Linked DNA regions of Sus scrofa: region 2 is linked to region 1. Evidence: chromatin contacts called from public HiChIP or PLAC-seq data. All regions are on one chromosome and are shown on one strand. The core of a region is the stretch at or near the end of the contact, and the rest is flanking DNA. Distances in the headings are between cores, read along the strand shown. Region 1 holds the start of PLCL2 (inactive phospholipase C-like protein 2). Region 2 overlaps PLCL2 (inactive phospholipase C-like protein 2).

Region 1 (2,914 bases), core at 204-2,703:
GGCAGAGTGGGGGGAGAAAACTATTAAATAATCTGTTTGCTGCCTGGGATTTTTAAGAAAATGTTTTCACGTAATCACTGTCTTTAACATACAATAGAAACCTTACAAGGAGTCTGTTACCAGCCTAGGTTACCCCAGGAGAACGTGCCCTGCCCAGCAGGTACAGGCCATCATTTCAGGCCAATCCTGGGAGAGGTGACAGCCCTAAGTTGCACGGGAGATGTCTGAGCACAGCTCCCCTGCACATTCGGGACCACCTCTCCATTCTTCCCAAATGCCATATGCACCCAATCCCTGCTCAACCACCCCAAGCACCAGTGCATCCCTAGCTCCCGTCAGCAGGGGCTCCTGGTACAACCCTCTCCTGACACCAGCACTCCCCTCAGGAAGAGCCCCCGTGGACGGCGCGGGGCGGGCGGAGGGTGCCCCTCTCCCACCTACCTTGATGATGCTGCTCCTCCGGGGCAGGCCGCCCGGCTTGCTCTCCCGGGGGAGGGGGCAGGCGGCCGGGCCGGGGGTTGGAGCGAGCGCGGCGCCTCGGGGGCCCCTGGCTGGGCTGGCTCGGGCTTCGTCCCCGGACACGCCGAGGCTGCAGTCTCCGTTGGAAACCCCGGCGCTGTCATAGCGCGCCCGCCCGTGGCCGTGGAGCCCGCCGCCACCGCCGCCACCTTCCCCGGCCCCGGCTTTCAGGGCGCCCTTGGCCCCGAGGGCCGGGCTCGGGGAGGTGGGCAGGGCCCCGCCGGCGGCGCCCCCCCGGCCGCACTCCGCCATGGGCGCCCCGCGACCCGCCAGCACAAAGCCGCGTCCCCGCGTCCCCGCGTCCCCGCCGCCTCGGGCCGCGCGGCCCCTCCTCCTCTCCTCCTCCCGCCGCCGCCTCGGCCGCTTCTTCCGCTTTTTTTTTTTTTTTTTAAATTTAGATGTGCTGTTGGTTTCGAGCTCGCCTCGCGCACGGTTAGAGTCGCGGCGGCAGGATTATCGGAAGATTCCTGCAGGGGGAGAAGAGAGACACAGTCAGCACGGCGGCGGGGCCCGGCGCCCGGCACCCGGGACGGAAACACGCCCGGCACACGCGCCGCCGCGGGCGCCACAAACCCCGCGCGGCCGGGGCGCGAGGCCCCACCCCGGAGAACCGGGCGCCCACCCCGGGGCTCGGGGCACCCACCGCGCGGGCACCGGGGCGGCCCCCTCGGGTTCGGGGAAGCGGCAGGCTCCCAGAAGCGCCTCGGCCACGCGGAGGAGCCTCCCCAGACTCTCTCGGCCCCGGGCGCGCGGCGGCGACGGTGGGGTCTCCCCGGACCCCAACTTCCCGAAGGCCGTCGCGCGCCGGGCCCACCACGTCTCCCCAGGACCCCACCTGGGCCGGCGGCTCCAGGGAAGCGCACCGCGGGCAGGGCGGCGGAGACTCGCCCACCCCGCCGCGGCCGTCTCCTCCCGGGCTCGGCGCTGCCCCCTACAGGCCGCAGGGACCCTCCCCGCCGCTCCGACCCACCGCGAGCCGCCGGACTCCCGCCCGAGGTGGCCGCCGTCGCGGCTGCTCCCGCCCGACCGGCTCATCGGGCCGCGGGAACCTCACCGCCCAGAGGACCGCGACGGGAAGGGGCCGCGGGTCCCGGAGGTCCCCCAGTCCCCCTAGAGCTGCGGCAACTGCCAATCACCCGCCAGCGCCCCGAGGGGCAACGACCGCGCAGGCCGCGGGGCCGCACGAAAGTCTAGAGCTCGGAGCTCGGCCGCTGAGCGCCCCCCTACTCCGCCCCTCACGCGGGACTCGTTCCATTTCTGCCCAGTTCGGGAGAAGACCCTCTGGACGTTCCCCTCTGGGCTTACCCCTTGGGTCAGACACTTCACATACAGAAATCAATTCCGTTCCTTTGAGCTCCTGAAATGTGAATGTTTCAACTGATTCAACTGGTTGCAAGGATGCTGGGGAGGGGCGGGAGGGGAAGAGAGGTGAGAAGCAGAGGACCTGGGCCGAGCCTGTTCTGTGCCCTCTAAATCGTCCTCCAGGGATTTATCACCATCGTCCCTCACTCCCGGTGCCCTTCCTGATCCCGCCGCCAGGGACGGCAGCTGGTCAGGCTCTCTGACGACCCGCCCTAGGTCAGGCACATCTTTGGAGGCAGGATCCTACTTGGATCACTACAGCTCGTCCTTCGTCACTCTGGTCCCCCTCCTTCCCCTTTACGCCAATGCTTTAGGTAGAGTGACCCGCCTAAATACCCTGATCACGTTGCTCCCCCGTGCAAGTACTTCCCCTAGATCTCCATCCTTGGAGCCAGGCAGGGCCCAAACTCCACAGCTTGGTACCCGAGGCCGCACCCAAGCCTGGCCCCACCCACCTCTCTGTCCCAGGCTCCCCGGCTCCAGCCGTCAGCCCTTCTCTAGCACCCAGCTCTTCTCCAACTAGTGTGTCTTCTTTTCGGGAATGCGCTTCCCGCAGGGCAAGAAGGAGAAACTAATAGTCCGCTGGGGGGTAAACTTAAAGACCTTGCTTTCTTTAGCATGATGTTGTAACAAACTGCCAAATAGCCCTCAAGGAAAGGAGTTTTACATACACATGCATACCCGCCCTTGCCTCTGAAGCAACTTCAAATACCTTCGTGTTATTCTTGGGGGCGTTTTTAATTCTTCTGATCTTCTGGATTCATGTTTTTGTAACCCATCTGACGCCAACCTGGGCCTACACGTTAACAGAAATATTTTCACATCGATGGACAACAATGTTTTAATATTTTATACAGTCCCATCCTTTTTTTTTTTTTTTTAGTTTGGTTCTATTTTTTCGTCTTGTGATATTTTTGCAGGAAAATGTATTCAAATAGTTCAAATCAGGTTCTTAATCTGCCTTATTGAATCTATATAAGAGGAGTCGGTGAGTATGCTGAGGGGAGGAGAGGAAGAATGCTGGGCCTTTTTT
Region 2 (2,914 bases), core at 162-2,661, 160 kb before region 1:
ACAGGTAGCGGCAACTTGCAAATGGCGATGTCGAGGTTGACGCCCCCTGACTCCTCCAGAGCACCTTCTAGACACCCAGAATTGGCTGAAAGAGGGTGCCTTCCTTTCCAATGCTTGCTGGCAATGTTTCACACGCCCATTACTGATACTAGTTCTGCTTGAAAACCCTGGTGTGATAAAGCCCAGAGAGACAAACCGCACTATCGTTCTTAGAAACATCTTGCAGTTTAGTCACTGAAGGTTAAGCAGGGCTGTACCTTTTAACCATGAAAGACATGCAAGGCTAAAGAAATGCAGGTCCACCTCGGGGGTCTGGAGAGGGACGCTCCTCTGCCCCTAGGCTCTGTGACACCTGGAGGACCAGCCCTTTACTCTGGGGACAATCAGGTACGGAGGCTCTGCGTGTGGGACCCTGAGCTTGGTGCTGAGAATTCACCAAGAACAGAACGCCCTGGGACCATGAGCAAACAGGAATCACGTAAGATGTGGCATCGTCACTGCCACCCACATGCTCCTGAGCCAGCACAGGGCAGTGGGAGAGTTCAACACCAAATCCTTCTGTCATGAGGATCAAGGCGCCCCCTGACTTAGGTGCGGTATACAAATGATGCAAGTAAGGGATGCAAACACAGGGAGGAGCCAGTGCCCCGGGTTTGGAAGTAAACAGCAGCAGGCACCCGCAGAGGGTGTCAGAGGAGATTCCAGAGGGAGGCAGCCCAGCAGAAGGTGGGCACACAGGAAACAATCAACGGCACTGGGGTCTGGCAGGAAGAATCCCCCCACCACACCCCAGACCTCAGCAGAGATGATTCACACTGCACACCTGTCACTGAATGAACACACCCCTCCCTATGGGAGAAGGAACTGCCAGTTGTCAACTTGTTATAGTTGTTAAGTCACATACTTAGAATTAAGTTCGTCTGTGGTAAATCACTTATAGTTCTTGTCCACAGCTTGGGTCCACTGATTCTCACCTCCTGCAGTCTTTGCCCGAGTTCTCCTTGAGTAAAGGGCCCAACTAGGTGTTGTTCAGGGAGCTCTCCAGGCTGAAGGTTCCTATTAAGAGCACTGGGTTCAAGGTCCAGCAGCAGAGAGGGCAGTGCCAGCCCAGGCTCCGAGCCCCCACCGGCTGCTCTGAGGGCTGATGCCTGGCTCTCATTCAGTGACAACTGTGGCTTCATGCATCGTGGACACGGGGGAGGGAGGGACCCTACGGGGGTGCTGTTAGATGGATGGGGCACCAGTCTCGGGCTGGGACTTTGCTTTATAACAAGATAGGAGTATAAATAGCACAAGTATTGGCTGACTGAGTCAAAATGAAAGTCATTCAACGCCTCCTCGGCATCAGGTATGTGCTGGGTGTTCTCCGTGACCTCTGATGCTCACCAAGCCCATGCCGGGTGGGGGGTTGGGGTGCTGGTTTCACAGATGTGAACACTGTGGACACAGGAGGGAAGCCATGTTCCCAGGACCAGGTGGTTTGACAGGCAAAAGTCTGTAAGTAATCAACAGTGGGACTGGCATCCATGTGACTCAAGGCCTCTGCTGTTAATGGAATAGGTCTTGACCACTAGCCGGCAGCTACACCCGTGGAGGAGAGGAAAGCACATTCCAACCAGAGGCTGGATGGAAGCAGAAGGGAGTTTCCTAGCTCCTGACGGGTGCTACACACCGGGAGCAACATCTCAGCTACTGGCCTGGGCCCAGAAGTGTCTCTACTATACAGCACTTTGGGACAACATTTTTTAAATGACAATAATACACCATTTACTTGGCCCCACTTAACAATTCATTATTTAAAAACAGCAATCATTTATATTTAATGTGAAAACACTAGAACAAGTATCTTGGACTAGACAGAAGCAGATATGTGGGGAGTGACACATCGAGAGATGAGTCAAAGGGAAAAACTGCTTTAAGTTACCTTATTTCCTTTGTCTGCATTACATTAATATGTCAGTACAATGCAAGAACCAATTTTGTAAGCGCTATCTGCATTAATGCAAGTGCATTCATTTCATCAAGTCCCATTAAATGCACAGGTATAAGTCTCAGCACCAAAATTAGACATCCCACTGCCGGCCCAGCAAACTGACCACGTGGATGGGCCCTCATACTATGTATGAAGTAAACGCTGCTTTAATATAGCTGTTGCTAATGGATTTTACATTAGTGTCCAGTTACCAGTACCTCCTAAATTTCTGGAACTAATGCATTCAGAAAATCCACAGATTTAACATAGCCCAGAAACCCATTTCATGAATTTGATCAACTCTAAAACAAGGTTTTGGGGTTTTTTCCCTGTCTTTTTAGGGCCGTACCCACGGCACATGGGGGTTCCCAGGCTAGGGGTCTAATCGGAGCTCTAGCTGCTGGCCTATGCCAGATCCAAGCCATGTTTGCAACCTACAGGACAGCTCACGGCAACGCCAGATCCTTAACCCACTGAGCGAGGCCAGGGATCAAACCCGAAACCTCATGGTTCCTAGTCAGATTCATTTCCACTGTGCCACGATGGGAACTCCTAGGACAAGAAGTAGATAGATGGAATTCCTAAGATAAGGAGTAGATACAGGACTCACGTAGATGAAAACTAGGAAGTTTCAACAAAAGGCAAAGTAAAAATTAAAGTTCATATTTTATGAAGCTGGAAAGAAACCAGAAAGAAAAGCCCTGTTTTGAAAGTAACTCCCCATGTTGGTATAAGGAAAACTTCTCTGTTCATAGATATCATTATGAGAAGAACTATTTCTATATTAATGTATTTTACATAACTATATTTCTGTATACCACTTCATTTTCTGTTTTTAAACTTCCCTATCAAGTAGGAATAGTCTGTTCTCAGAATAAGCAAGTCTGTGGTTCTACGTTGTCAGGATCCTATGTCTGATTATAGACAATGTACCAAATCTTC

What was found. HiChIP or PLAC-seq counts read pairs in DNA pulled down with a chosen protein or histone mark.
Region 2: a contact with region 1 is called in an H3K27ac HiChIP or PLAC-seq map of skeletal muscle. The contact joins the enhancer-like site here to the promoter of PLCL2 in region 1. A contact is called at or near these places in 2 of 5 promoter capture datasets (fetal liver and liver), 14 of 47 Hi-C or Micro-C datasets (alveolar macrophages, brain, embryonic fibroblasts and 9 more) and 2 of 2 datasets of contacts at active chromatin or transcription factors (alveolar macrophages and skeletal muscle).

Annotation. Positions count from the first base shown.
Region 1 is chr13:3,990,769-3,993,682 of Sscrofa11.1, reverse strand. It overlaps PLCL2 (inactive phospholipase C-like protein 2), which reads right to left and starts at 1,453. Exons shown (of 7, transcript XM_021069677.1): 1 at 1,355-1,453; 2 at 442-986. The coding sequence starts at 771.
Region 2 is chr13:4,145,813-4,148,726 of Sscrofa11.1, reverse strand. The region is part of intron 4 of PLCL2 (inactive phospholipase C-like protein 2); the gene reads right to left. Among named protein-coding and RNA genes, the nearest start is that of PLCL2, 160 kb to the right of the region's middle. Within about 2 kb of position 1,411, at least 7 of the 83 cell types and tissues checked have an H3K27ac peak or open chromatin away from gene starts, as enhancers often do. A contact at or near this core is called in skeletal muscle, where this site is marked.